Regions from separate parts of the Mus musculus genome. Here regions 1, 2, 3, 4, 5 and 6 are each linked to region 7. Evidence: chromatin contacts called from public ChIA-PET, Micro-C and promoter capture Hi-C data. All regions are on one chromosome and are shown on one strand. The core of a region is the stretch at or near the end of the contact, and the rest is flanking DNA. Distances in the headings are between cores, read along the strand shown. Region 1 holds the start of Zc3hav1 (zinc finger CCCH type, antiviral 1). Region 2 holds the start of Fmc1 (formation of mitochondrial complex V assembly factor 1). Region 3 holds the start of Luc7l2 (LUC7-like 2 (S. cerevisiae)). Region 4 holds the start of Zc3hav1l (zinc finger CCCH-type, antiviral 1-like). Region 5 holds the start of D630045J12Rik (RIKEN cDNA D630045J12 gene). Region 6 holds the start of Ubn2 (ubinuclein 2). Region 7 holds the start of Kdm7a (lysine (K)-specific demethylase 7A).

Region 1 (2,700 bases), core at 162-2,661, 850 kb after region 7:
GGCTTGGCTGCTTTACAGACCACCGTTCCAGTGAGTCAGAGAGAGCGGCTGTGCGTACCACACCAGAGGGATTCTCATTCGGGTTTCTGAAGAATTTGAAAGACTTTATTTCTTATGAATTTGTTTTTAAATTTTAAATTACATTTATCAGAGAGAGAGGGGGGAGGAGGAGGGAGGGAGGAAGGAAGAGAAAGAGTGTTGTGGAGGTCAGAGGGCAACTTGCTAGAGTAAACTCTCCCAGCATGTGGGGAAATTCTGGGGGTCAAATTAGTGTCCTGTGTTTTAGCAACTGGTGCCTTTACCTGCTCAATTATCTTCCTGGCCAATAATCCCTTTGCCCCAGTCTCACAAGTGCTGATATTACCGGCATGCCTTCACCACGCCAAGCTTTTAATATTATTTTAGCGTGTGTTTGTCTGAGTGGGTGGGGTCACTCGCACCTCCCTCTTGTGAAGTTTGAAAGCATCGCAGTGCACACTTCTCCTGCACCGTGCCTGCAGATTTTAAAGAAAGGGTTCCCATCTGATCGGTGAGCGCTCCATTCATTTCATTTCTGAGTGCTGAAAGGAAAGCCCCTTTCTTTTTCTAATTTGGGTCTAGTGTTTACTGGCCTGCAAATTAGCTGAGAATACAGATGAGACAAACTAAACACAATTGTGCAAAAGAAGTTTTAAAGTCACAATTTAACAAGGGGAGGAGGCCGAAGAGCGTATAAGGTTTGTGTGTGGTGAGTGTGTTTCACTACGGAGTCTGGAAGGACAATCGGAGTTTTTTTTTAATGCTAATGTTTGGAGCAGCAGAATCTTCCGGAAAGCTCCCTGGGGACACGGATGGCTCTTTAATTTCATCAGCCTTTGCTTTCCTCAAAGGGAAATCTAGTTATTATTTCCTTCTGTCTCTACAGTAACTCTACGGTAAGGTAAGGGTTTACCTTAAAAATCATCTTCATGCCAAGGGGGGAGGGGTGGGGGAAATCTGAAGACATTCTAAGCAGTTGGTTTGAGGCACCAAAATTGGAGATTTTAAGTTAGCAAGGCCAGAAAGGATCAAAGAGTGGGTCTTCAAATAGCTCTGGAGAAGGCTACGTAAGAAACCAGGGAGAGTAACAATCACCGCCCTCTAAGAGGGGCTCGGCACTGGGTAGAAAGTGCGTAATCCTAGATCTGGTGCCGCGGAATCAGGCCCGGAAACAAACTCTCGAGAACCTCGGTCATCCGAGCTCCACCTGTTCCTTCAAGTTATTTCCCCAAGTGCGGAGTTCGGATAATATCCATGTCCTAAGGTGGTGGCGAGCATTGACGACACTCGGCGGAGAGTCCCGCTTACAGGAAGCGCTCACCAGGTCTGCTCTTTCCGGGGCTGGGTGGGGCTGATTTGAGGACGCCTCTAGTGGGCCCCCCAGGATGCGTCACTCTCCTCAGGCTCATCAAAACTCCACCCGAGCCTCACGAACGTCCTTACTTCCTCTCTTCCTGGTAGCAGCCTTGCAGTCCCGAGCTCGGGGGACCTCACGTCTAGCCTGGAACCGAGGGTACCGCGCCGCGGCGGACCTGCCCGCCTAACGTCGCTCGCTTCCCATTCGCTCTCCCGCGCGGCTGACTTTAAATCTGACCCCAGGACCTCGTCGTCGAGGTCGGGCCTCGCGACACCACCGCCGGAGTTGGAAAGCGAAACCGCTCTGCTCTGCGAGCGGCACCGCCCGCGTCCGCCCCTGGGACCGCGCGTAAGTTTCGATTCTCCGTGAAGCCGAGTCCCGCGCAGCGGCCGGAGCAGCGGCAGCCATAGCGCGCCATGACGGATCCCGAGGTATTCTGTTTCATCACCAAGATCCTGTGCGCTCACGGGGGCCGCATGACCCTGGAGGAACTGCTGGGTGAGATCAGCCTCCCCGAAGCGCAACTCTACGAGCTGCTGAAGGCAGCAGGGCCCGATCGCTTTGTGCTATTGGAGACTGGAGACCAGGCCGGGATCACTCGGTCGGTGGTGGCTACTACTCGAGCCCGCGTCTGCCGTCGCAAGTACTGCCAGAGACCCTGCGACAGCCTGCACCTTTGCAAGCTTAATCTGCTCGGCCGGTGCCACTATGCACAGTCCCAGCGGTGAGTGCAGCGGGAATGGGGAAGGTTCTCTAATTGCCTAGTCCGGCGCCGCGGGGCAGCTTCCTAGGGGAGGCGGGAACCGGGTGGATATGGCTCACTCGGCTGCAAACCCCTTCTCCCTCTATCCCTCCTAATCTCTAGACCAGTGGTTCTCAGCCTTCCTAATGCTGCGACCCTTTAATACAGTTCCTCAGGTTTGTGACCCTCAACCATAAAATTATTTTCGTTACTACTCCGTAACTGTAATTTTGCTACTGTTATGAAATGTAATGCAAGTATCTGTGTTTTCCAATGGTCATATTCGACTCCTGTGAAGTTAGACCCCCAGGTTGAAAAATCTGTAGCCAAAGCGCTATTGGAAAGGCGGACAAGGCTGCCTCTCTACCCTTCTCACCTCCCACCAGAATCCTAATTAAAGTACGTTTGCACCAACCAGAGTTTGTAGAAGTTGCAGGCACACCTTTTTCTCCTTGCTACTCTGGTACCTCGAATGTTGCGATCGCCCCAGAATCCTAGCGGTGCTGCCCAGTCTCCTGTGTCTCGGGTGCGCCAACTCCTGGATCGCTGTGACCCTTCACTCCTTGTCTCTCCACCTGGCCAG
Region 2 (2,807 bases), core at 231-2,730, 670 kb after region 7:
TGTTTTTTGTTTGTTTGTTTTTTCTCAGAGTCAAGGATACTCTATATAGTCTTGACTGTCCTGGAACTCCCTATGTAGACCAGACTGGCCTCAAACTCAGAAATCCACCTGCCTCTGCCTCCCAATTGTTAGGATTAAAGGACATGTTCCACCAACACCTGCCACATCTTATTCTTGATATTTGGCCCTAGTTCTTAATACACAGTACCTAACATAACTTTTTAAAAGATAAGTGAATTTTAGTTCTAAAGTTTTGCAATGCTCAAATTCTGTAGTTAAGATAATTGCTCAAGAACTTAAGTTTCCATTCCCCTAAATTGTAGCCATGCTTGATCAAGCAGAACTGGGCAGGTGACTGTCCCCGAGCCTTAGTGTTTGTATTTGATCTTGTCCAAAAGGCAGAGAATTGAGCATTACCACATTTGGAAAATTAACCATCTTCCATTCCTTTCTAAGAGGAATATGAACTGTGGATTTCACAATGGCACTTCCCAAGGATAGCATTCTGTATGTTTATGTTTGTTACACCAGTAAAACATGTCATGTATCCTGTCATGCAGAAGGCTAAAGATGTGACATCTCCATAGAATATAAGATATTGCTTTCCTCAGTGGTGAAAGGCTAGTACTAAATAAAACAGTACCACTCTTCAACTCTTGAATATTCCCCACTAAATTGCCTTAAAAATTGCATTTGCCTGGCCCATGCCTTTAATCCCCACACTCAGGAGAAAAGGGCAATCAGATGTGAGTTCAAGGTCAATCTGGTCTAAACAGCAAATTCCAGGTCAGCCAGAGTAATGCTGAAATTCTGTATCTTCATTCCCCACCAACACGCAAGCAAGCAAAAGCACGCGCGCGAGCAGGCGCGCGCACACACACCTACACACACACACACACACACACCCGTCAAATCACAAAAACACTGCTTCCTATTAAAACTTTAATGTAGAAAGGATGAGGAGAGGGGATGCTTGTACCCTTACGCCTTTAAGTCTTACGACCCCTAGGACCCACTTCACACAACGCCCGCTCCTTACTCCATTCCACACCCCATGCACCAGACAAACCAATGAAATCGTCAGAGACAGCTCCACCCCGGTGGGTGGCAGATACGAAGTCCCTAGGAAGGTGCGCCCCACGCGGCTTCTGGGCCAGTAGGGGATTTCAGACCGCAGGTTAGCCGAAGGGCTGGAGTCTGTGGTGAGACCCGCAGGTGGAGGACAGGGTGACTCAGACACGTTTGTCCTGAGACCCTCTATCACCTGCGCAGACCGCCCCCTCATCCGCCCTCCCGCGACCTGGAGCCCACCCAGCCGCGGATGCCGTACCCGATGTGCTCGGAAAGCCTTAACGAGGTACCGGTAGGCCGCTGTGTCGCGATATGGCCGCCCGGTGGCCGCGTTCAGGTAGCGCAGCTCCCTCAGAAGGCCCCGCAGAGTGCGCGCCGGGGACCCCAGGGCCGCCATTTTTCTGTCCTTGGAGAGCCTGGTCCCTCACTGCCTCGGGCGAGGTGTTCCCCCGCCCACTCCGCCCCACAGCGCCCTCTACCGACCACCCTTGGAGGGAAACGCGAGTGACAGGCACCTCAGGGGACCAGGAGAGCAAGGGAAGGTGCCGAATCCTCTCGGCCCTTCTGACTGCGTCCCTTTGGACTGCCGTAAGCTGATGGCCGCCGAGTCTCTGAGGAAAGGTGTCTGGCAGGAGAGTATGTGGATGTCTGGACATAGGTCACGCCAAAAAGATCTTACTGTTTCTACCAGGGATGTCAAAATTAAACGTACCGACCTCCAACTTTATGGTCCCCGCAGCCTAGGAGAAGAAAATGAACTCATACCCTGGTATGGCAAACTGCAGCCCCTTTACTAGTAAAGCCTCACATCCAGTTCTCTAGTTTTGTTTTGTTTTTCTGTTTGTTTATTGTTGTTTTTCGAGACATGGATTCTCGGTATAGCCCTGGCTGTCCTGGAACTCACTCTGTAGACCAGGCTGGCCTCGAAATCCGCCTGCCTCTGCCTCCCGAGTGCTGGGATTAAAGGCGTGCGCCATCACGCCTGGCTTTTTTTTTTTTCGTTTTGTTTTTTTTGTTTGATTGTTTTTCCCCGCAGTTCTCTAGTTTTAAAACAAGATGGCCGGGCGTTGTGGCACACGCCTTCACTGCCTGCAGAAGCAGGCGGATCTCACAGCTCATAGACCATTATGGTCTGCAGTTTGTTCTAACCCAGCCAGAACTAGGTAGAGAGACCTTGTCTCTAAATACATAAAATAAACAGTAAGTTTGACTCGCAATAATCATCTAATTAGATGATGTTAAAATAGATAAAAAAAAAAAACGAACCACCCCAGATGGGACTCGAACCCACAATCCCTGGCTTAGGAGGCCAATGCCTTATCCATTAGGCCACTGGGGCTTCTTCTACTGATGTCCTCAAACACCATAATCAAGTTATTTCCTGTTTCGTACGTCATCACTTAAATTTATTGTTTTTACCCTATCACAGAGAACCAAACTCAGCCTCAGTGTGAAACGGATGCCTGCTGGGAAATGTAGTTTAGATGCCAAGAGTCAACCGCTTCACCCTGCAAACAGTGGATGCCACGAAGCCGAACGGGCTCCCGCTTTTGCTTACGTGTTCGTGTTTCTGTGCGTAGTAGCTCTGCGCCTGCGCAAAAGTGGGCCCGGGAGACGTCAGAGCCAAACGGGCTGCGGAAACCAGTTCCTCGAGCCTCCCTCTGGTCCTATTCTTTGTCAGATTGTAACAGGAAAAGCCAAGCCCCTTCCGATTGGGCTACTTTCAGGGTTTGTCT
Region 3 (2,712 bases), core at 21-2,520, 660 kb after region 7:
GCACAGGTAAAATTTGCCAATATTTACTGAAGTCTCTAATACGTGGTCTAACAAAATGGAGGTCTCTCGGTGGGAAAAAAAAATAGGCCTAAACACTTCTACAAAATGGGGCCAAACACACCCACTTTAAGAAACCATGGTTTGGGTCAGATTTTCCACACACACGAAAAAAAAAAGTTGATTCTGTAAGGGCTCGACGAAGCGTCCCTGGAACTGGGGGTTAGTAGTGGTTTCGTTAAGACCAGGGAGGGAGGGGATGTTTCTCTCCACACTCTAGAGGACGGCGGCGAGGGGTGATCCGAAAGCCCAGAGGAAAGGAGCTGGAGCTGGGGGTGGAGACCTGAGCGCCCCGCCGGTCCCTGATCAATAGTCAAACTGACCGCCCCACTACTCCAAGACAGACTTGGGCTCTCCCAACCCCGCCAAGTCAACAGCAAAAGGCACAAACTCCCCTTTCTGCTCCCAGGCCCCGCCTCGCCGCATTGGCAGCAGTTCCCGCCAATCCGCACGGTCACCGCCCCCAAGACCGCCTGCCAAGCCCTGATTGGACTGGAAGAGAGACGGGGGGGACCTCGCGCTACCAATCTGGGAACCCCTTACTCGGCCGCACGCGCGCGCCCAAGTGCTCCCTCGGAGGCCTCCCCCTCCCCAGGCACGGCCCCTCCCCCACCCCCAGGGCTCTGGCAGCGACTTACCGTCCCGAGAGGTGCCCATTAACTGGTCCAGCATAGCGCGCATCTGGGCCTGCGCCGACATGGCGGCGGCGTAGCGGGCGGGCGGTCGGGCGGGCAGGCAGGCGGGGGTGGGGCACCGGCCGGGCCCTGGCGGGCGGGGGACGAGGGGAAGGGGTGGGGGAGGTGCGGCGCTGTCTCGGTGGCCGCCGCGGCCTCGAGGCCCGCGAGTAGGGAGTCGGAGGGGTCGTGGAGAGTCCGGGCTGCGCTCCTCACGACGGCGTGAACGCGGAAAATGGCAGCCCCCCTAGAGAGTGAGCCCTGGTGCCCTCACTCTCCGTCCGGTTCCTGAGACAGACGCGACACAGGCTAAGCCGACTCTCGCCTCCTCCCGACACCAACACCCGCCAGAAGCCGTCAACCCCCCCCCCCAGCAAGCGAGCTCTGACGCGGCTCGCAGCCGCCGCGACGGGAGCGCGCACGCAGCTCGCGCCTAGTCGTTTCCCGTGGGGGTTCGGCCAATCGCCATCCACGTCGCTGCGCTCCGCCCTGCCCCTCCTACGAAGGGTCCCACCCTAACGGCTCCCGAGCGCGTTCACGTCTGCTCACCCCGCCCCTCTCGGAGGCTGAGTCTCGCGAGAATGATGCTCTTTTTTTTTTTTTTTTTTTTTTTTTTTTTAGCCTACTCCGAAGCCTCTTCGGCCCCGGGCGTCTAAGCAGCAGGTCACTTAGGCCTTTGCTGTTTGCCGCCCTGGCGTCCAGCCGCAAATTAGCCAGTGCCGAGCTTAGAGCGAGTCGCAGTAAGTAGTGCGACAGAAGTTCTCAGGGTTAGTGCTTTCCCGACGGATGCTGGCGGAATCGCAAGCCCGTGGGAGCCCCGAGCCCGAGCGGAGGACACCTAACCTTATCCTCAGGCCACTGCCCCTCATCAGTGCCCGAGTTCGGGACATGTCAGGTTCAGGAAAAAGAAAAAGCAAACAAACCGCGAAATCAACACAGTGGAAATCAGGCCTCCCGACCCCTTCTGCTACGTTTAGGACAGCTGGAAGCTGCTAGTCTGAATTCGGAGCTGGGCAAAGTGAGAGCTTGGGACAGGCCATAATGCAGAGCAGCGTTTCCGTGGGGTTCTTGGCTGACTGTCGCCCTGCACTCCCACGCCCTGCTGACTGCGACCTTCCAACCGTAGTTGATTTCTTAATCTCAAGGCTGGTGGGGCTGAGGCCAGAGTGAGCCAACGGGAAATACTTAGGCCACGGCTGCTTACCGGTTTTCGAAAAGGAAAAAAAAACTGGCGAGTCTTTTAAGCTGAAACGTCGCAACTTTAGATAATAACTGGGAAATTATGGATATTTTTTGCCGTTTCATTATAATTGCCCATGCATTGAGGAACTAAAACTTCAAACTAGCGCCAGCTTCATATTAAAATCATATGAAAGAATCATCACAATTCCAAGGTTTAACTAGGCACTGAGCCGATGCAAATTACGTTATCTAGTCAGCAACTTGCCAAAAAAAAAAAAAAACACAATTATTCAGAGTACTGTTTTTGAGACAGGGTGTCAATGTTATGAGAAAAATAGCCTTAAAAAGTGAGAATACCGGAGACTCAGCATAGGTTAGGAATGGAGACATTTTTCACCTCTGCAGAAGTTAGGCATCACCCTGACACAAAAGACAAACTGAGCTGCCAACTTAGCATAAAACTGTTTAGTTGTTGTTTGGGTTTTTGTTTGTTTTTTTAATTACATGTCGTCTCTCTCCACTTTTTCTTCCCAACTTTTGGTTTTTTCGAGACAGGGTTTCTCTGTGTAGCCTGGAACTCACTCTGTAGACCAGGCTGGCCTCGAACTCAGAAATCCACCTGCCTCTGCCTCCCAAGTGCTGGGATTAAAGGCGTGCGCCACCACACCCAGCTTCTTCCCAATTTTTAACATTACCCTCTCTCCAAATTCCTCAGCCTTCTGGTTCAAGACACAAATATTACCCAGTGAAGTGCTTGAAGCCCAAGGTGGGCACCTGCTCCTCTTCCATTTGTGAGCCC
Region 4 (2,700 bases), core at 167-2,666, 910 kb after region 7:
TGATATCAGGCCTCTAGCATTTAAAAACTCTCTGAAAAGATGGCAGAATTTCAAATTTTTTCACGGTACTCATTCAGACTTTTAATCTGGAATGAATTACAATCCAGAATTCTGAAATTGAATATATTTCTAAGGGCAAGGTCTTTGGCTGAGTCGGGATCTCACCCATTTGGTTAGTCTAGCCAATTAGCTGCCCCTGTGGATCCTGCCACTGCCTACCAAGTGCTTGCATTACAAGTGGCCCCCACATCTTCCTGTATTTGTATAGGATCTGGGCATTCAAATTCCAGCCTCACACTTGTCTAGTAAGTGTTTTATCCACTGGGCTGTCTTCCCAGTCCATCTATTCTGTAACATACAGAATCAGTCTTATTAAACTTCTGGATACACTTGCTTACAACATCAGTGCCCTTGAAGTAAAATTCTTCCCTATCTCTATCTTGCTTGAACGTCTCTTCTCTCTGTGTGCATGTGGTTTTCATTCCTCTCTAACCCCTTTCTCAACTTGAATCTTTCTTTTTTCAGTTGTATCTTAGGTCGGCTTCTCTCAGAGGCAAACAGAGAAGGATTGTTTGAGAGCAGACCCTTTACAAGGTAATCCCAAGGAACCACTTCTCAGTTTACATTTTCGGCTGGGCTCCCTGGTAAGCAGATAAGGATTCCATGTAAACCGTTTCTTAGTAGGGAGGGAACACAGGGAAAGGCAGGTTCTACAGGAGCAACAGGGTTCTTTTCCATTAAGGAATCATAGCGACGAAACCATAGAATATCTCTCGACCACTCCGTAGAGGAATAATACGCTAGGAATTTGTCCATTGTTAGGAAGGAAAATCCTTTTAGGTTTAGTGGGTGTTTATGTATATTGTCACCAATTTGACAATAGGAAAAATGTTTATTTATAAGCTGACAGAGAAAAATCAACAATATCATGGCTCAATCCCATCTGAGGCATGGAGCTGATTGATCAGTATTATGGTGTGTGTTCAATAAACCATCCCTATCTGACTGAAATCGGGGTTTGTGTAAGCTCGTGGGGCGACTCATGGACCCCAACACTTAGGAAGTTTTTACCCACTGTGCTGGTTCCTTACTAGGTTTTTTGAGACAGGGTGTCATGTAGTCCAGGCTAGCCTCCAACTCCCCTTTGCAAAGGACGCTGGCCTTGATCTCGGCCTTTTCTTGCCCCCACCTCCCAGGTGCTAGCTAACATTCCAGGCGCGCGCCCCCAGGCTGGGAGAACCACTTCAGCAGTTTACATTCTTTGCAGCCCTCCCTGTTATCCGGTATCTGCCAGGAACCCAGGAGCCAGGAATGTTGCAGGGGCTCAGGCCCTGCCTTCTGAGGCCCGGCCCCCTACAGCTCGCAGGCTCCGGTCGGGGCCGCGGCGGGGAGGAGCCTGGAGGCCCCGGGCTGGCGGGGACGCGCTGGCGGGCCATGGCGGACCTCACTCTGTGCGCGTTCCTCACCAAGGTGCTGTGTGCTCACGGCGGCCGCATGTTCCTGCAGGACCTGCGCGGCCACGTGGAGCTGTCGGAGGCGAAGCTGCGGGCCGTGCTGCGGCGCGCGGGTCCAGAGCGCTTCCTGCTGCAGGAGGTGGAGCTGCGCGACGGCCCGTGGGACGCAGAGGCCGAGGTGGCGGCGGGCGAGGGCGCGGGCGCGGGCTCAGGCGGCGGCGCCACGGCCTGCAGGGTGATGGCCGTGTCCTCCGCGCGCCTCTGCGCCCGCTACCAGCGCGGGGAGTGTCAGGGCTGCGACCAGCTGCACTTGTGTCGCCGCCACATGCTGGGCAAGTGCCCCCACCGCGACTGCTGGTGAGGGGCGGAGTCCTCAGTGTCCAGCGGGGCAGTGGGTGCGGGCGGGCGGGATGCGCCTTCCGGATGCTTCTCGGCGAGCCTGGGTGGGATGGGACAAAGGCCTTCGCGCTGGCCGCCCTGTGCACCTAGTCGCCGAGAGAAATAATATGGAAGGTCTCTCCACTGAGGTTTATTATTCACCCCCCCCCCGCCCCCCAATTTGCTGTCCCTGTCCCAGGATGCTAGGATGTTCCACAACAGCAGCCCGGTTGAATCCGTGTTGCCACTTTTGAATTCACTTATGCCAAATGCCGCTTGAGGGACACCTGGGGGCTTTATGGCCCGCGGAACTTCTGTTCCCTTCTCTCCCTCCTTCCATAACCACAGCCCTTTCGCGCTTAAAAATCTGGTGTCCAATCGCAGGAAACTGGTGGCAGGATGGGGTGAGGGCATAGTGCTGCATAGCCCAAGCCCAGTGCTTTGCAGCAATCCGGGAAGCTTTCTAGTGCTTTCTTTGTAGTGTTGGTGGACAAAGAGAGGCCAGCAGCTGTTGTTGGCCTGAAGATTACGTTTTAGTCTTTACAAAAACAGATAAGTAATCTCAAAAAAGCCTGAGGGTAGGGTACTCACAGAACAGGGAAATGACCCCTGGAAGCTGAGTTGCCTCAATCCGAATTGTTTTATTAGTACTTGGGGAATTCACTTGTGAAGTGGAAATGCCCTAGGCAGAGTTAGACCCACCAGCCTCTTCCCTCTTCTTGACCCGGCCTCCTGACTGCTTTGAACTCTTCTAGGTCTACCTGTTCTCTGTCCCATGATATCCACACACCTATCAACGTCCAAGTCCTGAAAAGCCGGGGGCTTTTTGGCCTCAATGAAGGGCAGCTGCGAATCCTGCTTTTGCAGA
Region 5 (2,810 bases), core at 86-2,585, 950 kb after region 7:
TCAAGAGCTGCTCCAGGCTGTGCCCCGTGGCCAGGTGAGTAATTCAGAGAAAAGCGAGGAGAGGGGAGCCATACCTAGGGCTATTGTGGTCAGGGTGCAAACATGCTCAGACAAGCAAACTCTCTACTTGGGTATGCTGGAGACAACTCCAAGAATGTATATGTCTGGGGGAGCAGGAGAGCAATGTATGGGGGTTGCTTATGACAAGTGACACAATGGAACGCAAAAATTAGGGTCATCAACAAAAGCTTATAACCTAGATTCTCATCTTCCCTGAAATTTAACAGGTGCCTATTTTTTTTTTTTTTTCAGAACAGGAACTTCTGATTCTTTGCCTAGATAGATGAGTTTGCCCAGCAAAACTGGGTAGCATCTTTCTGGGTCTTTTGCCTACCTCACTGAAGAGCAACCTTGATCCTTGGCCAGTCTGGATGGCTGACATTTCCCACTGTCTGTCATAGTTTCTCACTCAACAAGATACTTCTCTTATGCACGGCTTGCAGACCACGGCTGGTGCAACCTCTGAAATACAACTGTCCAAAATTGTAGTGTGTTCTAGGACCTTCCAACCTTATTCGGCCTTCAGAGTTAATGCACTTGGCTCTTAGCACAGAGACACATGCTAACTCCCATCCACACCCCCATTTCCCCAGGAAACTAACCCCCAACAAGGTCTTTTTCATCATATATTGGTGCTACTTTCTTTTTTAAAAAATAAGGCCTGGATCTGTGTGTTTGTGTCTGTCCACTTTGATTCAGCTTCAGTAGCCCCTTTCTGAAGACTCACTAAGCTCAGGGCAGTAGGCCTAGGTCTTACCAAAGGCCCACCTTTGCCAACAAGGTGGCACAGCTCTGGAAAGGCAAAGGATGGGCTGAGCCCTGTGTGCCTCCTCCCCATTCTTTTCCAGCGCGCGGGCTCTGGGAAAGAGAGCCGACTTCTCTCGGCTTTGTCCGCTCAGCAGCCCGGGGTCTGCCAGGGACCACGGCCGCCCCGCACACACACCTGCTGCCCGCCCCGCGTGGGCGGCTCGGGAGGAGCGTGCTCCGGAATCACCCGGTTTGCGACCGTTCCTCTAGGGCCCCGGGGGTGCGGGTGCGGGGCGGCGCCGTCCCGGGCGCCCTCCTGAGAGGCGGGTCCTGTGGGAGGGCGGGGACCGGGTCCCGCCTCGCCCTCCGCCGGGCCGCCCGCAGGCAGGCGCCGGGCCGGCCGGGAGGTGGTGCTCGCCTCCCCGCGCGGGGCCGTGCGTTGCCCGGCAGCGGCTGCGAGGCTCGGGAGGGGGCGGAGCGGCGCGGCCGGCGTGCAGCGGCCCCAGTCCGCGGATCCGGCCCGGCCCGCCCCCGCCTCGCCGGCCTCGCTGCGCGCCGGTGCTAGGCGCCCAGTCTCCGCCGCAGCGGACGCCGGCGTCCCGGGCCTGAGCGCGCCCACGCCCGGAGGCCGGGGTGTCGGGGAGCCGACGCGTGGCCATGGAGCGGGAGCCCCGCGCCAGGGTTGCACTGGTGCCGGAGCGGTGCGGCCGCGGGCCTTCCTCCCGCCACCGCCGCCCGGGGCTGCTGCTCCCCGGCCTCTGGCTGCTGCTGCTCGCCGGGCCGGCCTCGTGCGCCCCAGGTAAGCCTCGCGGAGCCCCCCGGGACGCGGCCGCCACCCTGGCCGCCTTCTCTGCCGCGCTCGTCACCCCCTGGCTTCCCCACCCGCCCATCCTCTTTTATTCTTCACCGCTCCCTCGCCCTCCTTGCTGGAGATGCTTTCCTATTCTTCCTGGGCCCTGCAAATAAAGGCATGGAGGAGAGGAATAAATCCAAAGGAAAAAAGAGCGAGCGGTTTCTGACCGGTCTTGCTAAAAGGTCTGCAACCTAGTCTTCCGTGAACCATGTTGCCCGAGGCGGGTTTGGTGGTTTCTGCTCCGAAGATGCCTATTTTCTTTTTCCCCTTTGCAAAATGCAGGCACTGGAATTGTGTTTGTGCACGGTTGTGTGAATGTGGCGTAGCGAATGTTTTGGGATACTTTTATTGTTGGGGCAAAGGGATGCATCTGGTGTGTGCAGAAGAGCAGTTGTGCATTGCCGTGAACACCCAGTGTTACCCCAGATGCAAGCAAGCTGGCTGTGTCCCCCAGTGCGCCAGGACACAAAGAACATTCAAAGAAAAAAATCTCTTGGAAAGCGCCCTGGCCATGGATCTTTCCAGGGAACTAGCTATTGGTATTACCTCCACAAAGGCATTACAATGGAGTGTGAAAATATTTTGAGTCTGAAGTGTCAGGGCATGAAAGGAGTCATGGTTGGTTTTTATAATAGATGCAATTTAGTGACTGTTCATCAGCATGGGATTAAGAGACATGATTTATGAGGCGTGTGGGTGGGTTTTGTTTGTTGAGGAAATGGTTTAATTCATGTTGCTTCCCCGAAATGTTTATTTATCCATCCTGAGCACGCACTGCACTGGACTGGAGACCATCTCTGAGGTGACACAGTGCATCCTGTGATTGCCCCAGCCCACACGTGCTTGGTTGCTTTGTGGGTAGGAAAGGAAAGGAGAAAGGAGCAGTTTAGGTGGAGAGCTTCTTCTCACTGCTCAGGAGAGACAGAAAAGCCATGAAAGCAGCCCAGAACCCTGCCTGCTTGTGGGAGCAGGGCCAGAGGACTGCCAAGTGGTTTGAAGGAAGTAGAACGCATTTGAAGGTGTCCCTTAGGCCCGACTGTGGGCATTATAACTAGTGCCACAAAGGGGATGGTGGAATACAAGCGAGGAACGGACTTAAGGGAGCACAGGTTGGGACCCATTCACTCGATCAGGAGGAAATCGAGGCAGA
Region 6 (2,913 bases), core at 171-2,670, 770 kb after region 7:
CCACAACGGACAAAATGCTCCCAATTCGAACTAATGAGAGCCACTCAAATAATATGACTGGGCAGCCACCGGGTAAGACAAGAGACCTTTCCATTCAAAGACAATGTGCACAAACTCAACACACACACACACACACACACACACACACAAAGCTAACAATATTTACCAACACAAGTGCAACCACATTACGAATCCACTTTTTCATTCCTAACGTGGAATCATTAGTTTCTGAAAATGTTTAATTTCTCTTAAATCCCCTTCAATCAAGGAAAATAAACCACCCGGCCACGAGCCCATCTCAGCAGCCCTGGCGCACGGTACAGCTGGGTTGAGGAAGGATGAGGATGAGCCGAGAAGGGGTCACACAATCTCTCCGCTTCAGACCGGGGGGCGTGTCCCCCAAGGTTTTTTTTTCGCTTCCCTTCTACCGGAACGACAGATGGAAGTGCCACAAGAAGCTAGCCGCACGGCTCACAGGGCCTCGGGATTTGGTGTGGGGAACAGAAAGGAAAAGGAGGAAAAAGCTGAGGTTTCGAAAGGTGCACAGGAAAACCGGCTCGGCGCGGTGTGGTGGGGGCAGCATCGGCCACCCAGGAGGGCCGAGCCGCGCAGCTCCCGCCCCGTCTAGCTGCCCGGCCCCCGCCACCCCACCCCCGGGGCGAGCGAAGTGCAGAGCAGCCCGGGCAGGCGGCGGGTCCGGAGGCGCCCGGGCTGTGGGGCGGCCGGGAGGGAGGGACCCTCTGTACCCGTTGTTCTCCGCACAGCAGCAGCTCCGGGTAGCTGAACTCCACGCAGCTTTCGTCCGTGGGGTCCTTGAGCACCAGCTCCAGGCGAACCGTCTCCTTCGGCGGTCGCGGCGGCGGCTCCGCCCGGGAAGCCGACTCCCGCGGAGGGGGAGTCTGCAGGGGCAGCGGCGGCGGCGGCGGCTCGGGCCGCGGGGGCTCGCGCTGCAGCGCCATGGGCGGCTCGGCGCGGCTGACCTCGCGCTGGGGGAGCGGCTTGTCGCGCGCCGGGGGCTGCGCGTCAGCGCGGGGGGCCGGCTCCGCCCGGGCCGGCTCGCGGTACGGCTGCGGCTCCAGTCGGGGGGGCTCGCGCTCGGCGCCCGCGAAGTCGGCCTCGCGTCGCCTCACCGGTGACAGGCTAATGAACGCGACTCTGCGCGGCTCCGCCATCCCCACTGTTCTGGCCCTCGGCGCTCGCTCGAGCCGGCTCTCGCCTCGACGCCGCACGGCGCGCCTGCCCGCCTCTCCTTCTGCTCTCCGTCACTTTTCTTCCCTCCAGCACCCTCAGCTGTCCCCGCGGACGCCACCGTGAGTGCGGACCGGGTCCCCGTCCCCGCTACTACGTTCTGATGGGCTCCACCGCCATCGCCAGGGTCGCCGCAGCCGCCATGTTGGATCCCCCACATAAATAGAAGCAGGCCGCTGAGCGGGCGCATGCGCACACTCGAGACGCTCGCGTCCACAGTCGTGGCTGTTGCTCAGTTTTCCCCTTTTCCTCTCAACAGTCTGGAGGCCAGACAGCTCGGCGGAAGTGACGTCACAGACAGGCCTGTCTCCGTGGCAACGGGGACGCTCTCTGCTTTGCTTTCAAAGGAGGGGTTTGGGGTTCCCTGAGTGATTTCCTCCTCTCGCCCGGAAACCGAGGCACGCTCGCCGATCCCTTAGGGTGAGCGTCGCGATGTGCCTGGGACCGACACAGTCATGGCGCCGGGTCCCGCCCGACGTTGGCCTCTGGCTCTCGGCGCTGGGGAACAGGGTTGTCAGCTGAGGATTCCAGGCGGACCCAGGGCAGGGGTGAGGGGCTCGCGGCCCGGCGCCGGGCCCGCCGGTCTGTTGTCCCGTCACCTGAGGTGTCCAGGGTAGAAAGGCGAAAACTAAACTCTCCTCAGACCCCTCCCGAAAGCGCTACGCTGCCTCCCACACCGCTGCCTCCCACACCTCTTCCTAGCCGCTTTGCGCATGGCGGTGAGACGTTCAGTGACGCGCCTCAGTTGGGAAATTGAACTGGCAAAGGAACAGTTCTTGAAGACTTGAACGTCTTGGCAGCCTTTGGTGTTATTTTAGGGGACATGCTCCCGGGGGAAGAAAATTCACGGCTCATCTTTGAGTGGGAAGGAGCGTTGCTTAGGCTTCGTTGGAGCATCGTGGGAAACGAACTGGAATTCAGATTTTAACGGACGAGAATTACTAGCCCTTTTCATCTATTCAATAGAAAGGGAATTGAAAGACTCCCTTGCCGCATCCTCAAGGAAACCCAAGCTTGTTAATTGCATCAACTATATTAGATGTTGAAGAGCTGAGTCAAAGAGTCGTCACAGACGTTTTTAATATTTGCTCTTCTATTCCTTTCCAAAGGTGTACCAAATGGTGATGGAATGTTCAACCCAAAAGATTGTGCTAGCTCTAAGCCAGGTGTAGAGATGTATCCCTTTAGTGTCAGGAAGATACAGGCTGTTACATTTCAACATGGTCCACATAGACAACTGCAGGTCAGCTAACACTTCTTTTTTTTTTTTTTTTTTTTTTTTTTTGGTTTTTTGAGACAGGGTTACTCTGTGTAGCCCTGGCTGTCCTGGAACTCACTCTGTAGACCAGGCTGGCCTCTGCCTACCGAGTGCTGGGATTAAAGGCATGCGCCACCACGCCCGGCCAGCTAACACTTCTTAATGGAAGTGGGTGCACTCTGGAGCCAGGCGGATCTCTATGAGTTCAAGGCCAGCCTGGTCTATTTAGTGACTTCTAAGACAGCCAGACCTACATAGTGAGACCCTGTCTGGAAAAAAAAAAAAAAAAAAAACTGGCAGCAGCAACAAGAAAAAAAAAAGAGGAAGATGATGAATTTCTTCCTTACAATGCTGCAATATTTTCTTGACACTATATTTTACCTCCAACATTCCTTCCACTGCTCCTG
Region 7 (2,839 bases), core at 86-2,585:
GCCTTTCTTTTCTTGTGATGTATGTGAGAAACATACATCTGTGTAGTACAGAAAGGATTGGGCATATAACGGAGAAACAAGTTTAGTTCCAATTCTGAGATTGTGGCAATTTACTCGATTTCCTCCACTAAAAGAAAAAAAATAAAAATAAAAATAAAGGCTAGACTAAACCAGGGAGCGTCACTGCCTGGGGACGGTGAGTTGACTCACCTGTTCATGTTCCAAAACATAAGTTACCCAGGGAGCTTTATTGCTTTCTCTGGATATAAATGCTCACAGAGATTCAGCTTCCAAGTTGATTTGATAATCCTTAACATTCTATTCACTTTTCTCTATTCTAAATTTGTTGGGTAGTTTTATTCCTCAGTTTATCACCTCACATCTGATTCAGCTTCACCTTTGACTAAAAAAACAGTGATGGCCTGTGTTGCGCAGAGAACTCCTAAAGGATTTTTTTTTTCTTTTTGGTAGCATCTCCCTTCCCAGGGAAAAGACGTTTCAAAATTTTCTCCCCACTTCCCCAATTAGCAGAGCAGAGCAGAGCAGTCACAGCCAAGTTGTGTTATTTATAAAAACACCGGTTCTTCATTCCTCTCACCAACCCCATCTCAAGCCTGGTTCCCCCTTGGCGACAGATATTAACGGAATTCCTCCTGGAGACCACGTTCTTCCCCCCCCCCACAACAGCGGCTCCAATCAACACACAGATTTCCAAGTTGCTCTCTGGGAATTTGGGCGCGACGCTTTCGGAAGTTTGAGTGCGTTTCACAAGGCGTTCCTCCACCTCGGGAGGCACAACTGCTTGACGTGTCACCCCGGTCGGGGCCCACGCAGGACGGGGGTGGCATCCTCAGTGGGCGGCTGCTAAGTGACGCGAAGCGAAGCGACCCTGGAGGGCTGAAACTTCCGAGCTTCTCCGCCTCAGAATACAGCCACAGCATCCACCTTTTCACACGGCAGGAACTTCCCCCGCGAGCCTGGGCTTCCACTCGGGGAGCAGTGAGGACGGCGAGACCCGCTCCACGCACGCTCCCGCCGTCCTCCTCCTCCTCCGTCTGCAGTCGCGCGCCCGCCGCCGCCACTGCGGCGCGTGCCCTCACGGCGTCTCCGCCCCCTCCCCGGACCGCCAGCCCCGCTGCGGGTCGCCGCGCAGGTCGCCGCGGAAGGTGCCAGGGAGCGCGCGCGGAGACCGAGAACGTGCGCGGGACGCACGGCCCCGCGCTGAGCGCCGGAAGCAGCCGACGGGCCTCGCGCGTCGCGCGCGCGCGCGCCGCCCCCGCCCCTGAGCCGCGACCTTGCTCGCTCGCGCGCGCGCACTAAGACGCCGCCGCCGCAGCCGCCGCCGCTGCTGCTGCCGCCGCCGCCGCCGCCGGGGCTGCTGCTCCGGCTGCTGCAGGAGGCGGCGCTGGCTGGCGGCTGCGCTCGCTCCAGTCAGCGAGCGGAGGAGCGAGCGTGTGTGTGTGTTTTTTAAAGATGGCCGGAGCGGCGGCGGCGGTGGCCGCGGGAGCAGCAGCTGGAGCCGCCGCGGCAGCGGGGTCGGTGTCCGCTCCGGGTCGGGCCTCGGCGCCCCCTCCGCCTCCGCCCGTGTACTGTGTATGCCGGCAGCCGTACGACGTGAACCGCTTCATGATCGAGTGCGATGTCTGCAAGGACTGGTTCCACGGCAGGTAAATAAACCCCCTCAGTCCCACCGCCGTCGCCTGCGGTCACCGACCAGCCGCTGCCGCTGCCGCCTGCGCCTCCCTCGGGCTCGGCTGCCGCGTCGCTCCCCACGTCCCGACTCTTAGGCACCGAGTGTCCGGGCCGGGTGGAGGCGAGAGCGGGGGCCCCCGGTTGCCCGGCAGGCTGCGGAACGGAGCCGGTGGGCTCGGCCGGCCCGGGCGAAGAGTCGCCACAACAAACAGGAACAAAGGGGCCGGCAGAGAAGTTGGCAGGGGAAGCCCGGTTGAGGGGACGCGGTGGGCGGCACGGCTCGGGTGGCGGAGGAGCGAAGGCAGGCCCGCAGCCCGCGGTCCCCCCACCGCCCTGGCTGCCGCCCACTGCTGTGTCCCGGGCTCCCTTCGCCCCGTGCCTGCCCTCGCCAGCCGCCGCGCTTGCTGCGCTTCCGGGCGGCCGCGGCTCGGTCCGGTCGCGGGTCGCCCCCGCCGCGGGTCCCGTCGCGCCCCCTTCTCTCTTTATCAAACTTCCTCGGGCGGCGGGACGGGGCGGTGGGACGACGGGCGCGAGTAAACAGAGCAACAGATGTGGCACTCGCGAGGTGCGGGGCCCCGTCACGGCACAGTTTGGCCAGCCGCTGGCCCACCCCGCAACACACCCCCTATGGCCGGGGGGGGGGGGCGGGCGGGCCGGGCCGAGGGGACGTCGCCGCAGACCCTCCCGGGCGTCGCTGTAGCGCCTCAAACTTTACAGTGAGTGCGTCTCTGGCGACACCCGGACGGCCCGCCGCGGTGGCCTGGGCACTGCGGCCATCCAACTTTGGGGCGGTGCGGTGGCGGACGATGCCCTCCGATGCCGCCGCCGCCGCCGCACCGCAGGTTTGACGTTTGGGAGAGCTCGGGCCGCCTCCGCAGCCAGGCCGCCGACTCGTGTGTTTTGTAATCAAAGTGTGAGGCTAATAAAGGGCGGCGCCAGAGCCTCTTGACTCCGGCGTGGGAGGGATTCGCAGGCATTTAAACAAAGAAACTAGTTGGGGTTGGGCTCCCAAAGTCCTTATTTGGGTGTTGTGGCAAAGCCTGCGGTCACCTTTAGGTGAGGCAGGTTTTCTGGGCACCGTTGTATGTTGTATCTTGACGAGAGCCCGCTTGGGAGTTAGAGCTGATATGGTGACTGTGGTTGTAGG

Evidence for each region. Promoter capture Hi-C pulls out the DNA fragments that hold promoters and counts their contacts. Hi-C and Micro-C count contacts between places; a contact is called where the count stands out from the background. ChIA-PET counts read pairs in DNA pulled down with a chosen protein or histone mark. Capture Hi-C pulls out chosen DNA fragments and counts their contacts.
Region 1: a promoter capture Hi-C map of liver shows a contact between it and region 7, with 2.5 times the contacts expected there. The contact joins the promoter of Zc3hav1 here to the promoter of Kdm7a in region 7. A contact is called at or near these places in 3 of 39 promoter capture datasets (the HPC-7 cell line, fetal liver and liver), 1 of 115 datasets of contacts at active chromatin or transcription factors (pancreatic cancer cells) and 2 of 9 other capture datasets (adipose tissue and liver).
Region 2: a contact with region 7 is called in a Micro-C map of embryonic stem cells, with 7 times the contacts expected there. The contact joins the promoter of Fmc1 here to the promoter of Kdm7a in region 7. A contact is called at or near these places in 3 of 39 promoter capture datasets (liver, neutrophils and pre-B cells), 3 of 484 Hi-C or Micro-C datasets (all in embryonic stem cells) and 2 of 115 datasets of contacts at active chromatin or transcription factors (bone marrow-derived macrophages and pancreatic cancer cells).
Region 3: an RNA polymerase II ChIA-PET map of memory CD8 T cells shows a contact between it and region 7, with 78 read pairs. The contact joins the promoter of Luc7l2 here to the promoter of Kdm7a in region 7. A contact is called at or near these places in 6 of 39 promoter capture datasets (erythroid cells, fetal liver, hippocampal neurons and 3 more), 2 of 484 Hi-C or Micro-C datasets (both in embryonic stem cells), 3 of 115 datasets of contacts at active chromatin or transcription factors (astrocytes, effector CD8 T cells and memory CD8 T cells) and 2 of 9 other capture datasets (adipose tissue and liver).
Region 4: a contact with region 7 is called in a promoter capture Hi-C map of pre-B cells, with 3 times the contacts expected there. The contact joins the promoter of Zc3hav1l here to the promoter of Kdm7a in region 7.
Region 5: a promoter capture Hi-C map of liver shows a contact between it and region 7, with 2.9 times the contacts expected there. The contact joins the promoter of D630045J12Rik here to the promoter of Kdm7a in region 7. A contact is called at or near these places in 2 of 39 promoter capture datasets (liver and pre-B cells).
Region 6: a Micro-C map of embryonic stem cells shows a contact between it and region 7, with 7 times the contacts expected there. The contact joins the promoter of Ubn2 here to the promoter of Kdm7a in region 7. A contact is called at or near these places in 1 of 39 promoter capture datasets (pre-B cells), 2 of 484 Hi-C or Micro-C datasets (both in embryonic stem cells), 1 of 115 datasets of contacts at active chromatin or transcription factors (pancreatic cancer cells) and 1 of 9 other capture datasets (liver).

The regions. Positions count from the first base shown.
Region 1 is chr6:38,353,314-38,356,013 of GRCm38.p6, reverse strand. It overlaps Zc3hav1 (zinc finger CCCH type, antiviral 1), which reads left to right and starts at 1,411. Exons shown (of 13, transcript NM_001347122.1): 1 at 1,411-2,099. The coding sequence starts at 1,792.
Region 2 is chr6:38,533,534-38,536,340 of GRCm38.p6, reverse strand. It overlaps Fmc1 (formation of mitochondrial complex V assembly factor 1), which reads right to left and starts at 1,480. Exons shown (of 2, transcript NM_025363.3): 1 at 1,331-1,480. The coding sequence starts at 1,468. n-TRcct1 (a tRNA gene) reads right to left here and starts at 2,410; the gene lies at 2,338-2,410.
Region 3 is chr6:38,549,892-38,552,603 of GRCm38.p6, reverse strand. It overlaps Luc7l2 (LUC7-like 2 (S. cerevisiae)), which reads right to left and starts at 1,270. Exons shown (of 10, transcript NM_138680.3): 1 at 696-1,270. The coding sequence starts at 756.
Region 4 is chr6:38,297,975-38,300,674 of GRCm38.p6, reverse strand. Zc3hav1l (zinc finger CCCH-type, antiviral 1-like) reads left to right here and starts at 1,416. Exons shown (of 4, transcript NM_172467.3): 1 at 1,416-1,811; 2 at 2,588-2,700. The coding sequence starts at 1,435.
Region 5 is chr6:38,252,664-38,255,473 of GRCm38.p6, reverse strand. It overlaps D630045J12Rik (RIKEN cDNA D630045J12 gene), which reads left to right and starts at 1,335. Exons shown (of 20, transcript NM_194061.3): 1 at 1,335-1,606. The coding sequence starts at 1,465.
Region 6 is chr6:38,432,432-38,435,344 of GRCm38.p6, reverse strand. It overlaps Ubn2 (ubinuclein 2), which reads right to left and starts at 1,420. Exons shown (of 17, transcript NM_177185.4): 1 at 747-1,420. The coding sequence starts at 1,172.
Region 7 is chr6:39,205,269-39,208,107 of GRCm38.p6, reverse strand. Kdm7a (lysine (K)-specific demethylase 7A) reads left to right here and starts at 1,335. Exons shown (of 20, transcript NM_001033430.4): 1 at 1,335-1,667. The coding sequence starts at 1,474.